2 separate regions of the Cricetulus griseus genome follow, and region 2 is linked to region 1. The links are chromatin contacts, called in public Hi-C maps. All regions are on one chromosome and are shown on one strand. Each heading gives the region's core, a stretch centred on a gene start, on an enhancer-like site or on the middle of the called end of the contact. The rest is flanking DNA. Distances are from core to core; before and after follow the strand shown. Region 1 overlaps LOC113834516 (plectin). Region 2 holds the start of LOC113834516 (plectin).

What was found. A called contact is a pair of places that touch in the nucleus more often than the background predicts.
Region 2: a Hi-C map of liver shows a contact between it and region 1, with 6 times the contacts expected there. The contact joins the promoter of LOC113834516 here to the enhancer-like site in region 1. A contact is called at or near these places in 6 of 8 Hi-C or Micro-C datasets (the CHK-Q cell line, the CHL-YN cell line, the CHO-K1 cell line and 2 more).

The regions. Positions count from the first base shown.
Region 1 is chr2:373,480,172-373,487,642 of CriGri-PICRH-1.0, reverse strand. LOC113834516 (plectin) reads left to right here. Exons shown (of 33, transcript XM_035440687.1): 6 at 1-16; 7 at 984-1,150; 8 at 1,833-1,948; 9 at 2,024-2,130; 10 at 2,220-2,339; 11 at 2,416-2,511; 12 at 2,761-2,888; 13 at 3,166-3,259; 14 at 3,962-4,116; 15 at 4,197-4,506; 16 at 4,587-4,664; 17 at 4,753-4,914; 18 at 5,103-5,207; 19 at 5,307-5,402; 5 more. Among named protein-coding and RNA genes, the nearest start is that of Parp10, 58 kb to the left of the region's middle. Within about 2 kb of position 3,417, at least 4 of the 6 cell types and tissues checked have open chromatin away from gene starts, as enhancers often do. A contact at or near this core is called in the CHO-K1 cell line and fibroblasts, where this site is marked.
Region 2 is chr2:373,528,534-373,536,004 of CriGri-PICRH-1.0, reverse strand. LOC113834516 (plectin) reads left to right here and starts at 3,775. Exons shown (of 33, transcript XM_035440687.1): 1 at 3,775-3,939; 2 at 5,137-5,340. The coding sequence starts at 5,142. It overlaps Parp10 (protein mono-ADP-ribosyltransferase PARP10), which reads left to right. Exons shown (of 10, transcript XM_027404194.2): 9 at 2,648-2,822; 10 at 2,906-3,501. The coding sequence ends at 3,210.

The sequences.
Region 1 (7,471 bases), core at 2,168-4,667:
CATTCTGCACTTCCAGGTAGGTGGCCACCCTGTACCATCCACCTTCCCCTAGGATTTTGGTGGCTTCCATGGCTAGTTGGCTGGCCCTATTTCTGGCTAGGGTGTGGCATGGGAGGTGGTGCCTTTGAGCCTTCCTGCCAGTCTGAACATATGCTTGCTAGCTCTGTGGCTCCAGGGCGTAATCCTTTCTCCAAGACCTGCCTATCCTGTGCCCTCAGGCCCTGGCTAGATAGGGCTGGTTGAACCTCCTTGTAGAGGAATGCATTTTCTGCTGGCTGCCTAGAGAAGTTTCTGGAGCTGCAGGGATGTCCTGGGTGACTCATCTATTGCCTGTGCTAGCCTCACAGGAAGCCGCAAATCTAAGATCTTGGGCCTAAAAGCCAGACTGGCATGGTAGCTGAGTCACATGGGCTGGCCAACAGACACACAGCTAGGGACAGCTGGCACGAGTACTGACAGCAAGCAGGCTGGGAGACCCAGACTGGCCATTGCACTTAGACATGCCAGCCCCATACATTGTGTCCATTTCCCAGAGACTACTCCCTCTACCTGTGCCTGCAACTAGAGAGGGGCCTTGACCTGCCCCTTCACCTCCAACAGATGAACCAACTTTGAGGGTTGTCCTTCTTGTGTCCATTGCCCATCAGCTGTGTTGCATGCCAGCCTCATTGTGTGTGTGGGGGTTCAGGATATACCCCAGCTTCCCCCAGCTAAGGGGAGCCCAAAACACCAATCATTTGACAGTAGAAGTTAGGGACTCTGTTGTCTTCTGTGGAAGCTGCCGCCTGGAGTGGCCTGGTCTTGAGATAAGTGTGATAGGCTTTAACTCCAGGAACCCCAGTGTGTCCCTGGGAGCCCTGGGTATTACAGTTGCATGCTAAGCCACTCTGCTTTCATGCAGGTAGCCAAGGCATCTGGTGGTGTGGGTGGTCAGGCAGGTCAGGTGGCCAGGAATGAGCTCTTGCCTTTGCTGTGTGTGATAGATCTCAGACATTCAGGTGAGCGGGCAGTCGGAGGACATGACTGCAAAGGAAAAGCTGCTGCTCTGGTCACAGCGTATGGTAGAGGGCTACCAAGGCCTGCGTTGTGACAACTTTACCACCAGTTGGCGTGATGGCCGTCTCTTCAATGCTATCATCCACCGGCACAAGTATGTGTTTCCATGGAACAGAAGAAGGCTAGAGGTTGGGAGCCCTTCAGCCTGGTGACTTCAAAACAAGTCAGGGCAGAGAGGCAGCAGGAGGAATTATCTTCCACTGTTGGAGCCTGGTGCCTGCAGCGTGTATTGAATTCCTGCAGTTTCCTCTGGGAGGTGCCTGGAGCAGGGCCCTGCTGTCTCCTACGGGGCCCTTCAGAAGCACCTCTGCTTATACAGGCTGGTCATGCCCACATGAACCCTGAGAAGGAACCTGACGGGCAAGGGGACTGTAGGAGCTAGATAGTCGGTGCTATCTAGCCAGTGCACTGCTCCTGTGCTGGTGCCCACCATAGGCTCCTTGGGCCCCATTGCTGGCATATGCCTTTAATCCCAGCACTCTGGCAGCAGACACAGAGGCAGATAGATCTGCGAATCTGGTCTACATAGGAGTTACAGGCCAGTCATCCAGGATTACCCATTGAGACCCCTGCCTCAAAACCAGAACAACCCTCCAACCCCAAACAAAAATTCAACTTCCCCATGGCAGGATTGGAGATGTTAGTGAAGTGGGTAGTATGTCTTTAGGAGGGTATGGGGCCGGGCTCTGTTTGCTAGGATGTCTGAAGGAATGTGTCTATATAGCCCTGCTCAGTGGGTGTCTCTGCCCCCGCCTCCCATCCCCACTTGCCTGCAGGCCCATGCTCATCGATATGAACAAAGTCTATCGTCAGACCAATCTGGAGAACCTAGACCAGGCTTTCTCGGTGGCAGAGCGGGACCTGGGAGTTACAAGGCTACTGGACCCAGAAGGTATGAACTACTCACTGGCTGGCCCCATCTTCACCCTTGCTGCTTGAGCCCCACTGAACCAGGCTTCCTCTACAGATGTGGATGTCCCTCAGCCTGATGAGAAGTCTATCATCACCTATGTTTCATCCCTGTATGATGCCATGCCCCGTGTGCCTGGCGCACAGGATGGGGTGAGAGCCAATGTGAGTGGGTCGCCCACGATGGGTGAAAGGTGGGCCTCAGCCTAGAACCCAAGACCCTGATGGCTGCTTGCTCACTCCTTTGCTCATAGGAGCTGCAGCTTCGCTGGCAGGAGTACCGGGAGCTTGTGTTGCTGCTTCTGCAGTGGATCCGGCATCATACAGCTGCCTTTGAGGAGCGCAAGTTCCCCTCCAGCTTTGAGGAGATTGAGGTGGGTCTGCTTACTTGGGCTGGTATCCTTGGGTTGTCTTGGTGTAGCGAGCGGCTGACACCCCGTGTCTCCATAGATCCTGTGGTGCCAGTTTTTGAAGTTCAAGGAGACAGAGCTCCCGGCCAAGGAGGCAGACAAGAACCGGTCCAAAGGCATCTATCAGTCTTTGGAGGTAAAGTTAGGCCCTCCTACGGGAAGTGAGTGGGGTGTCTACTGTTTTTTGGGCTACCTGGGGGTATGAGGGCCAGATATTCCCTGGGTAGATAAATTGAGGTCTCCATGAGCCCCAGAGTCGATGTCTCTCAAGTATAGCTTGACCTTGCCTAGTGCTTAGGGACCAAAGTTGTACCAGGTTGTGGAGGAGATGAGCATCCGGGAGTCCTTGTGTCCAGTTCAGGCCTGAGCTTGTCCCTGTTCACAGGGGGCAGTACAAGCAGGCCAGCTCAAGATTCCTCCTGGCTACCACCCGCTAGATGTGGAAAAGGAATGGGGCAAGCTGCATGTGGCCATCCTGGAGCGGGAGAAGCAACTCCGGAGCGAGTTTGAGAGGTGGGCCATGTGGAGGGTGGTGGCAGTGTGGGAGGCAGCAGGCGGGTGGGGCCCTGCGGTGGCAGGGGAACCACCCCAGGGTGAGTCATTGCCTGAGGAGGAAACCCCCCCCCCCCACCAGGCTGGGGAATCCAACTAAGCTCCAGTGCTCGGGACCAGCAGGACAGTACGCCCCAGGCAGGCAGTGAGGCTAGAGCAGAGGGGAGCCACTCTATGGTGCTGGAGTGTGGTGGGCCCAGTGACTCACTGTGGGGCTTTGGGGTGATCTGGTTCATAGGCTGGAGTGTCTTCAGCGAATTGTGAGCAAACTGCAGATGGAGGCTGGGCTGTGTGAGGAACAGCTGAACCAGGCTGACTCCCTACTGCAGTCGGTGAGGGGGAGAGGAGAGGCGGGGCAAGTGGGCGGGGTGGCAGGGTAAGGGTGGGGTGGGCACCCCTCCAGGCCTGAGGGAGGTAGGAGGAGCTCTGAGCTGCTTACTCTGCAGCCAGGGCTGTGGCCTGCTGGGCTATGGGCGCAGGGTGTGGCACTAGGGCGGGAAATCCAGGCCCTTCTGGTTTGCTGCCAACTCTGACCTCCTTTTATGAACAGAGCTGACTTCTGGCCACTAGGCAGGACTCTGCCTCCCTGCCTCATTCCAGAGTGGCCCTCTTTCCTTCACCCCCTCCCTCTTCTGGAAATGGGAAGTGGGGAGACCCCAGCCTCATTGTTGGATAAGTGCCCTGGGGCCCAGAAGGCCCAGGGCTGTGTGGGCCTGGGTGGGAGAGGTTGTGTGGTAGATGACGGAGGGACTCTGTGTACAAAGCTGTGGCAGTCTCTGTCCTTGGACCTAGTGGGAATCTTTTGGATGGATCCCGATTCCCCAGAGAACTGATACAGATTTGTCTAGAAGCATGCTAGTAAGATATGTGGGATTGCCAGGAAGGGAAGGAAAGAACGGGGATTCCAAGGCTGTGAGCCAGACAGGACCTTGATCTTAGGCTGGGGAAGCCGGTGAAGGGGCAGCCTTGGTTGAGAACTGTAGGCAGTGAGTAGGAGAGTCAGCCAGACCAAGTCACACAGGATCATCTTTCAGGATATTCGGCTGCTGGCCTCAGGCAAGGTGGCTCAGCGGGCCGGGGAAGTGGAGCGAGACCTGGATAAGGCTGATGGTATGATCCGGCTGTTGTTCAATGATGTGCAGACCCTTAAAGATGGGCGCCATCCACAGGGTGAACAGATGTACCGGAGGTAGGCACCATACCTGGGAAGGGTGGGTTAGGAGGCCTGAGATCCATCTGACCCTCTTCCCAACTCTGGTGCCCTCTCAGGGTGTATCGTCTGCATGAGCGCCTGGTAGCCATCCGCACTGAGTACAACCTCCGGCTGAAGGCAGGAGTGGCTGCCCCTGTGACCCAAGTGACCCTGCAGACTACACAGAGGCGCCCAGAGCTAGAGGACTCTACACTACGCTACCTGCAAGACCTGCTGGCATGGGTAGAGGAGAACCAGCGTCGAATAGACAGTGCTGAGTGGGGTGTGGATTTGCCTAGTGTGGAGGCACAGCTGGGCAGCCACCGAGGCATGCATCAGTCTATTGAGGAGTTTCGCGCCAAGATCGAGCGGGCACGGAATGATGAGGTAAGCCGTACACTTGGGGTAGGCAATGGTTGTGGGCCAGGCCCAGGCACCGCAGACCTTACTACTTGTATCTTTTGCAGAGCCAGCTCTCCCCTGCCACCCGGGGTGCCTACCGAGACTGTCTGGGCCGCCTAGACCTACAATACGCAAAGCTGCTGGTGAGTGGGGGGTGGGGTGGGGGCTGCAGGTGGCTGGGAGGGGTAGGCAGCAGCAGCAGTCAGCTGACTCATTCTTTCCTACTTAAAGAACTCCTCCAAGGCCCGCCTCCGGTCCCTGGAGAGCTTGCACGGGTTTGTGGCGGCTGCTACCAAGGAGTTGATGTGGCTGAATGAGAAGGAAGAAGAGGAAGTGGGCTTTGATTGGAGTGACCGAAACACCAACATGGCTGCCAAGAAGGAGAGTTACTCGGTGAGGCAGCGTTTTCTTCACAGGGCTGCCATGTCCACCTGCGCCCTTCCCACTCACACCCGTTTTGTCTCCCACCGTTGGGAGCCCCTTGAGTTCAGCCTCAGGGCTCTGTGAAGATGGGCGTGGGACTTGCATTGCATTTACAGCCTTCCCGAAATTGTCCCTGACGCCCCTTCCCTTTTTGTCAGGCCCTGATGCGTGAGCTGGAAATGAAGGAAAAGAAGATCAAGGAGATCCAGAATACTGGAGACCGGCTGCTGCGGGAAGACCATCCTGCCCGGCCCACAGTGGAGGTGGGGGCCAGGCTTCAGGGAACCTTATGACCATCGGTGGGGGTGGGGCAATGGGACTGGTGGTGTGGGGGTGGGGCCTAAGGACCGTCTTGTCTACAGTCCTTCCAGGCTGCCTTGCAGACCCAGTGGAGCTGGATGCTCCAGCTGTGTTGCTGCATTGAAGCACACTTGAAAGAGAACACAGCCTACTTTAAGGTAAGGACTAGAGCCTCTCTCTCTCCTGTGGCTTGGCTGCAGTGCTCTGGAAGAGCCCCCGTCGTACCTGACATGTGTAGCCCTGGCTGCTAGTCCTCCTGTGGGGTTCCAGCACCTCTGCCCTCCCTCCGGTGTGGCTTCTTGTACTATGCTTGCCCAGGGTTTGGGCCTGTCAGCCCTGTGTGACCCCTTCTGCTGTCCCAGTTCTTCTCAGATGTTCGGGAGGCTGAGGAACAGTTGCAGAAGCTACAGGAGACAATGCGCAGGAAGTACAGCTGTGACCGCTCCATCACCGTCACCAGGCTGGAGGACCTGCTGCAGGATGCCCAGGTGAGGCAGACACGAACAAGGAACAGAGGGACAGACTGGATGGAACATGGGCTGTGTGGGTACCTGTGGATGGGATAGAAGGCCCAACAGGGCTAAGGAGACACACAGGGTGCAGGTGTACAGCAGACGGAAAAACGGTGACAGGTTGGTGGGCTGGCATGAGCCCCAGACCTTAGAGTCTACCTGAGTGGAGCTGTCACCAGCCCTGTGGTGAATAGACATTGACATCATGGCCTGATGACTGAAGCAGGCATAGCTGTAGGGCCGTGAATGGCAGCTGGGCAGCTGGATGTGGTAACCTTATCCACTGGGGTGTGGTGGGGGTATCTACAATAGTCTCAGCTCTCTGGATAGGGAGAGGCAGAGGGGAGAGGAGGAAGCTGGTTCTATGATCTGCAAGGACTGAGCCAGCTACAGTACTTACCTGAGAGGATGGGAGAGGGCCAGGTGCTCCAGGATGGACTCTGTCCTTGAACTGTTCTTGGTGAAGTTTGTTCTCCCATCCCATCCCTTAGACAGGTTAGACAGGGGAGGAGGATGACTTTCTTCTACAACTAGAAGGGGAGGGAGTAGGGGTGAGGTCATTGCAGGGGCCGGCTCATAAGTAGGCCCTACCCCTTCTTTAGAGGATGTAGGTGTAGCCTAGGGTAGGGATGGGGTACCTAGTCTTGCTTGGAAGGAAGGAGATCAATGGAATCAACTTGTGGAGGCCTGTACCCTCTTGCAACTGTACCTGCCTTGAAGTGCCCTCATTCCCAGCATCCAAAGCCTCCCCAGACAGTCTGCTGCTTTCTGGGCCAGGTGTCTCTGCATCTGGAGCTACATGGGTTGACCCTGAGCCTCCCCCTCCCCACAGGACGAGAAGGAGCAGCTGAACGAGTACAAGGGGCACCTCTCAGGCCTGGCCAAGAGGGCCAAGGCCATTGTGCAGTTGAAGCCACGCAACCCTGCTCACCCGGTGCGGGCCCATGTGCCCCTGGTGGCTGTGTGTGATTATAAGCAGGTGGAGGTAAGAGCTGCGCTAGGCAGTGCCCAAGCCGGGATGGGGGTGGGAGGTATGGTTCCGCCAGGGCATGGTTTTCTTTGCCTACATTGCTTACTGCTCTGACAATCCCAGGTGACTGTACACAAGGGTGACCAGTGCCAGCTAGTGGGTCCTGCCCAGTCTTTCCACTGGAAGGTGCTCAGCGGTTCCAGCAGTGAGGCTGCTGTGCCTTCAGTGTGCTTTCTTGTGCCACCACCCAACCAGGAGGCCCAGGAAGCTGTCACTAGGTGGGTGACCAAGGGTTCACAGCTGTAGGGGGGTTGTGGACAGTGAGGAGGGTTCTAGATCCCCCTGAACATGGTCCTTGTCTCCTAGACTGGAGGCCCAGCATCAGGCCCTGGTTACACTGTGGCACCAGATTCACGTGGACATGAAGAGCCTTCTGGCATGGCAGAGTCTCAGTCGTGACATACAGCTCATCCGGTCCTGGTCCCTCGTCACGGTAGGATTGCACACTGGCCATGGGTACTGGGAAGGATGGGAGGTGGTGTCTTGTGGGCACCAGCTGGCCTGGCCCCATTCTCAATGATGTGTGTCACCTCCAGTTCCGCACACTGAAGCCAGAGGAGCAGCGCCAAGCTCTGCGTAACCTGGAGTTGCACTACCAGGCCTTCCTTCGAGACAGCCAGGATGCTGGTGGCTTTGGGCCCGAGGACCGGCTGGTGGCAGAACGGGAGTATGGATCTTGCAGCCA
Region 2 (7,471 bases), core at 2,526-5,025, 48 kb before region 1:
ATGACACACACATATAAAAAAAAAAGTCTTACCTGGAAGATGGTGGCACACACCTTTATTTTTTTAAACGTTTTATTTATTTATTATGTATACAACATTCTGCTTCCATGTATATCTGCACACCAGAAGAGGGTACCAGATCTCATAACAGATGGTTGTGAGCCACCATGTGGTTGCTGGGAATTGAACTCAGGACCCCTGGAAGAGCAGTCAGTGCTCTTAACCTCTGAGCCATCTCTCCAGCCCTCATGGCACACACCTTTAATCCCAGCACTCTGGAGGCAGAGGCAGGTGGATCTCTGTGTTTGAGGTGAACCTGGTCTGCAGAGTGAGTTTCAGGACAGCTGGAGCTACACAGAGAAACCCTGACTTGAAAAAACCAAGTATTAGCCGGGCGGTGGTGGCGCACGCCTTTAATCCCAGCACTTGGGAGGCAGAGGCAGGTGGATCACTGTGAGTTGGAGACCAGCCTGGTCTACAAGAGCTAGTTCCAGGACAGCCTCCAAAGAAAAAGAAAAAAACAAGTATTTGAATTAAATGTGTGAGCCATACTTGCCTGTAATTTGATATAAATGTAAACTTTCTATGGTCTTTCATTTGCTAATATGCGCTTATTTGTCTTCATTATTATCTTGGCTCTGGGATATAATGTTTAGATTCAAAATATGTATATTCTGACCAGGTATTTGAAGACACTGCTCTCCTTCCATCTTTATGTGGGTGGGTTCTGGGGCCTGAATTCAGGTCCTAGGCTCACACAGTAAGGGTCTTTACCTGCTGGGTCATCTTACAGCTCCCCCACAAAAGTTAGTATAATTGCTTTATTTTTATTTATTTATTTATTTATTTTGGTTTTTCAAGACAGGGTTTCTCTGTGGCTTTATTTTTATTTTTAAAAATATTTTATGTATGAGTGCTCTGCATGTATGCCTGTCGGCCAGAATAGGCCACCATATCCTATTATAGGTGGTTGTGAGCCACCGTGTGGTTGCTGGGAATTGAACTGAGGACCTCAGGAAGAGCAGCCAGTGCTCTTAACTACTGAGCCATCTCTTGGCCTGATTTGTTTTGTTTTTGTTTTTGGTTTTTTTTGTGTGTGTGTGTTTTGGAAAGATTAAAAAGAAATTGTGTCTTTCGTGGTGGGGGGATTATGTGTACTTGACTGCAGGTGACTATGGAGGTCTTTGATTCCCTCTGGAGCTGGAGCCTCAGGCTGTTGTGAGCCTTCTGATATGGGTGATGAGACTCAAACTTGGGTCCTCTGCAAGAGCAGTATCCACTCTTAACTGCTGAGCTATCTCTCCAGCCCCATGCTTGATGATTTAGTAACATCAGTATTGGAGTTGAGAAACCCAGTGTGGGATTCCCCATTTGTATTTGTATACTGACTTTGGTGTATATGTATATATTTGCAAAGTTTCTTCACTTCAAGCATTATGGTCATCTGTTAGGTGACAGGGGCATATCTTTCCCAGTGTCCTTGGCACTTCATGGTTCTCTCCATCTGGTGACATGGCCTCCAGCTCAGGGAAGCATCTTCCACTATGTCCCCAGGTGTGCCACCTGTGTCTCTTGGCTTATGGAGTTATTTTGAAGCCAGAGCTTAGCCCTCCTGCTGCTTTGTGCTCTCGCCTGTCTTCTTATGGTTCCTTTCTCTTTTCTTTTAGCTCTGTTCTCAGCACCAGTTCCTTAAATCCATCTAGAGTACCATGTAGTTAAATCTTTAGCTTTAGCCATTTCATTATCTAGCCCACTCACAGTTATCTCTGCAACCCTTTCCTCCTCCTTGTCTTCTTTTTCTTCCCCCTTCCTCCCTCCATCCCTCCCTCAGTTCCCCCCTCCCTTTCCTTTCTTATCCTGGGGATCCAGTCCACTTGCTCAGCAAGCACTCTGCCCCTGCACTGTCCCCAGCCTGGCAATCTCATCTGCAACGTTCTGTTTCTAATATTTAGACCCCTTTTCAGAACAGCTCATTTTGTTTTGTGGATGTTGTTTGTACTCATCTGCATTCTTCCTCCAAAGGCTATTTAGAATTTCTTTAAAAGCTCTGTTTGAAACCCTGAGTTTGTTCCTTCTGGACTGAAGTTGAGTTGGTTGGCTGAGGCCTCTCCTCTACTGTTTGAGGTTTGTTGTTGTTGTTGTTTGGTTTTTTTCAAGACAGGGTTTCTCTGTGTAGCCTTAGAGCCTGTCCTAGAACTCAATCTGTAGACCAGGCTGGCCTCTAACTCACAAAGATCCACCTGCCTGTGCCTCCCTAGTGCTGGAATTAAAGGTGTGCACCACCAATGCTGGCTACTGTCTGAGTCTTAACAGCACTGAAAGGCAATATAAGCTCCTGGCTGGGATTTCGACTGCTGAACCTGATTGTTGGTCCTAAGTTTAGGTGAGAGTGGGTGGAGTCTACCCACCTGCAGAGTTTCTTAGAGGAGTCAGACATCCCTAAAGGGCCTTTCCTGGAAGTCAACTCTCCAACTTGTCCCATAGAGGTGGTTAGTGTATTCCTCTGGACATAGCATGATGAGGGCCTTTAAGTTTTCGTTCAAATCCCAAACTCTTCCTTTCACCAGAGAGTTGAGTTCTGCTCTTTTTCTGGCCAGTGTAGGGATAGATTCCCAATACCTCACCCCAACTACCGTGCACTTGGCAGGTGGAACGAGTGTCACACCCACTGCTGCAGCAACAGTACCAGCTGCATCGGGAGCGCCTGATGCAATGCTGCCAGCAACGCCCCGTGGAGCAGGTCCTCTACCACGGCACATCGGAGTCTGCAGTGCTTGACATCTGCGCACACGGATTCAACCGAAGCTTTTGTGGCAGAAACGGTAAGGCCTGTGTAGGGCAGGGACACAGGCCATGTCGACACTGGTGACCCTCACCTTGTTGTCTCACCTGTCCTGTCCTGTAGGCACACTCTACGGACAGGGCGTGTACTTCGCCAAGCGTGCTTCCCTGTCGGTACTGGATCGCTACTCGCCTCCCAACACAGAAGGCCACAAGGCAGTGTTTGTGGCACGGGTGCTGACCGGTGACTATGGACAAGGCGCCCGCGGTCTGAAGGCGCCCCCTCTGAGGGCCTCGGGTCAGGTCCTTCGCTACGACAGCGCCGTGGACTGCCTCCAACAGCCCAGAATCTTTGTTATCTTTCATGACACCCAAGCTCTGCCCACTCATCTAATTACCTGCAAGAACATATCCCGGGATACCCCCTGATAACTGCCTTGGTCTCTTGAATCTTTTTTCCTGGACATTTGACCTAAGAGGACAACTTCTGATTCCCTAACTAAGCGTCAGGGCTTCCCCTCGGGGCGCTCCTTGCTGCTGGCTGGAAAGCCAGGATAACTGGACTAGGGAGGGCCAGACCTAACCGGTTCCTTGGCCTGCTCGACCGCCAGGGGTCAGTAGAACACGGCCGGAGGGTGCATTGCCAGGCACGCCCGTGTTGGTTGGACCGCGCCCTAGCGTGGCTCTGTCTTTGAATAAACGTGTACTTGAAACCAGTTAGATAGAAGGACTGGCTGGAACTCCGAATCCGACCTGTTTGGGGAGTGGGAGCCACCCATGTGGCTAAGGGCCGGGTCAGCTGTTCAAGGAAAGGGTGGGGGCGGCGGTGGGCCCTGAACCCAGGCATCTAGACTCCGGTGCACTCCTACGACCTCACGCTCGCCAGCAGCATCTCGGTCTCGTCCCGGTCGGCCAAGGTGTGCGCACTCAGTGGGTGCCGCCTGGATCTAGACATATCGTGGGCTCCAGATCTGCCACTTCCCGGATGAAGACTCCTGGCACGTAGCTGGGTCACGCGTAAATCGTTTGCTAGCTCCTGGAGGTGCCCAGGCAGCGCAGTTCTCGGTGGGACCGGGGCGGGGCTCTGAGTTCGCCCCGCCTGCGCTGCCTCCGCGGTTCTCCTGGCCCCAGGAGTCTGGCTGCAGCGGCTGAGAGAAGGCAAGCGGAACCACCAGGAGCGTAGATCTGGGAGGGTATGGATTGGCTCGAGAGTTTGGGGGACGCGTGTAGGGTGGGGTGGGGTGGGCTCAGACCACCCGGAACTAGGTGCTGCCTCGCAGCCTCTCTTGCTCTATGCAGAGAACAACACCTCCAGGGATCAGGAAATTGCGGAACTGGACCGGAGGTGCTTGAGTAGAAAAGGCTGCTGTGAAGGCAGGCTCGGCTGGGGGCTGGAGCAGAGACAGCCTACCGAGGGCCCCCGCGGTGCAGCGGGGTCGGGAGAGGCACCATCTCGAGGACCGCTGACTCTTTCCCAGCCCTTGGCCTGAGGGTGGAGGCACAGAGCCCACATTGTGCCCCCACGCTACGCCACCCTGCTGAGACAGAGCCCCATTCACCTCTTTGCACGCCAGTGCTCTTGGGGCAAGGAGCTGGGGCGTATGCACGCGTGGGTATGCGTGCGCTTTGGCTGCTCCTGCAGTAAGCTGGTGGGTTGCTAGAGCGGCTGCTGGGCTCCCCCGGGCCTTGCGGCATCCGAGTTCCCGCAACCCACGCCGCTGCGGCTCCAGCTATTTATAGGCGGTTGCTGCAGAGATCACAGAGATAGAGGTGGGACTGTGCGGACTGGAGGTGGGGTAAAGTGATGGGGATTCCTAAAGACTGAGGCAGGTGATAGAATGCAGTGACCAGGGCCTGGGGTTGGGGGTCCTTTTCTAAAGAGTGGGACAACAGGGGCACACAGGCAGTGTTTGTTGATGGCCTCCTTGCCAGCCCATTGGAGGATCAAGGGAGAGGGAACCCAAGATTGAAACGCAAGGGATCTAGTTGTCCCAGTGACAGGGCCCTATCAATGTGTACTTGGAGGTAGCGCCCTCTTCCTCTCTGCTTTGACAGGTGGAGGGTAGAGTCAGTGTCCTGTGTTGGGAATGGGGGTGAGGGAAGTAGTCAGCGTTTGGGTAACTAAGAGACAGGAATGATGGTCAGTGTGTGTGCGCTGGAGGAGGTGAGGATAGATGGGAATGGGGGAGAGAGGTTTCCAGTCTGAGCTGAGCACCAGAGGGTCAGTGTGTGGGCAAGAGAGAGCCTAGGAGGAGTTTGGTATCAATGTTTAGGTTAAGGAGGTGGTAGGTCAGTGTAAGGTATCAACTCCCCCCGCCCCAGGCGAGACTGAATCCCTCTTACTCTCCCCCCAAGAGGCCATGTCAGGGGAGGACTCGGAGGTACGGCCAGTGGCAGTGACTGAAGGGAGTTCCAATGGAAGCAGTGGCTCACCCAGCCCGGGGGACACACTGCCTTGGAACCTTGGGAAAACACAGAGAAGCCGGCGAAGTGGAGGTGGTTCTGTAGGCAATGGAAGCGTCTTGGATCCTGCAGAGCGAGCAGTCATCCGCATTGCAGGTAATGGGCAAGGGTCTGGTCTGCCAGCCTCCTTAGCATAGGTGTTGAACACCTTATATGTACTGCATGCAGATGCTGGACTGGCAGCTGAGGGAAGGCTTATCCTGTCCTGGTGCTGTGCGGACAGGCAGCACAGCTCCACCTGCTGGCTCTACCTTGGGAGCTGCAGAAGGATGGAAGTCCGGGGGCTGGCTTCCTGCTGCAGCTGCGCATCAGTGGTCTCAGGGAAAAGGGTCCAGAGGCCCATCTCCAATAGGAATAATTTCTTGGACTCATGAGGTCAAACTTCTTCTAGTTTTGGCTGCTGTCGGAGGGTTGGGGACACATTGCCACCTAAAAGTAGAAAATGCTTGATCTGTGAGAGCCAGGGTCCAGCTGTGCCTTTCCAGAGCTGCCAGTCCGAGGATGGGAAAGACCAATGGCACTCTGGGAGGCTGCAGGCAGTTGGAGGGTAGTTATCTGGAAGCCAGCCTGTTCTTTTGGGATATGGGTCACCTAGCGCTGGAGGCCATTGGGCGGGATGTCCTGGGAAAGGGAGCACTGGCCCCACCAGCAGAGACCTCTGGGAAATGATGAGGTATTTGAAAGGCAGGATGGGACCTTGCAGGAGGTAGGAGGGGTGAGAGTGGAATGGCCAGGTGTGGAGCACAGAAGTGGTACAACATCCAGGAACTTTAATGGTGAGAGCAAAGCAGCAGCTCCCCACTCTGCATGAAAGACTATTCATGATCCACACACACACACACACACACACACACACACACACACACACACACACACCATGCCATAAAAGTTTCATAAAAGGGGTTATTTTCTTACTTGGATTCATGAATACCCTGCACACTTCAGATTTTTAGAGACGGGGGTGTGGGTAGAGATGGGGCACCTCAGTAGCCCCCTTTTGCTGGTTGGGTGATTTCACTGCCCTTCATGTCCCCACCGGCTATCGTCTTTCTGTTCTCTGGTAATTTTCTAAGGACTGATTTCTGGAAGCTCTTTCTGCTCATGGTGCGTGTTGTGTTTAAAGTTCCCAGGAACAGTGCAGTGTCCGTGGGAAAAGGAAGGTGTGTCAATGTTGGGAGACAGGTCTGTGTCAGACGGATGGATAGAAGCCCCCCCCCACTTAATTACTAAAGTATTTTCTTTTGTAAATTGTGTACTCCGTTTCTCTTATATGCGATGTTTTCCTGTGCTCTAGGGGCTTTTTATATTCCGCTGTTACTACGGAGGAGACTTGTAAATAATAGCGAAAGGAGGGAGGGAGCCAGGCAGGAAGGGCCTCTCAACCAGATGGCCCAGGTGAAGTTGCCCGGGGCTAAGGAGAAGTCCCAGAGGGTCTAGGGAAATGGCCACCACCTAGGGCTGAGTTCTGGGTGAGGAGGACTAGACTGTCAGTCTGCCGCATCTGGTTCCCGAGTGGGCAGGGAAGTGTTTGCAACTGGATCTGTGCGAGATCAAGGCTCGGATTCCCGCGAAGGGGCGCCGGGCAGCGGACACTGCTACCGGGCGGTCCCCGACTGGCCGTCCCGGCCCCGCCCCGCCCGTGGGGCATCCTGGGTGCGGGGCGGGGCGGGGCGGGGGAGGCCTCTTTAAGCCGCGCGCGCGGAGGCGGCGGGGGCAGAGCGGCTGCCAGGGCTGGCCTTGCGCAGCGGGCCCGTTGCGTTCTGCTCCCGCCGGCATGGCCGATCTGCTGACATCTGGCCAGCCACCCGACGAACAGGACTTCATCCAGGCCTACGAGGAGGTGCGGGAGAAGTACAAAGGTACGGAGCCTCTGGCCCCTGTTCCGCTCTCCGAGCGCGCGAGCCCCTCCAGGTTAGCCAGCCTGACAGCCGGCCGTGTCCCCAGCTGCTGTCCCGACCGTTGTCCCAACAGAGTCCAGTCAGTCGCCGCAAGTTTCACCAGCCTCGTTCGCCCCCTGTAGCCTTTGGGGCCCAGGGAAGAGATGGATGCTCTCCACCGAGCCCCCGCGTCTATGACCTTAATAGGACATCTCGAGGCACGGGTGGGTGGGGTGGGCCCTGGTGGGGGCGGGTGTGTTGTGTGTACCAAGTAGGGCTTGTCAGGGTCCGACAGTCTAAACCAGTGTCCGGTGTCTTTGCCCAACAGACACGTGGGTCAAGGCTAAACC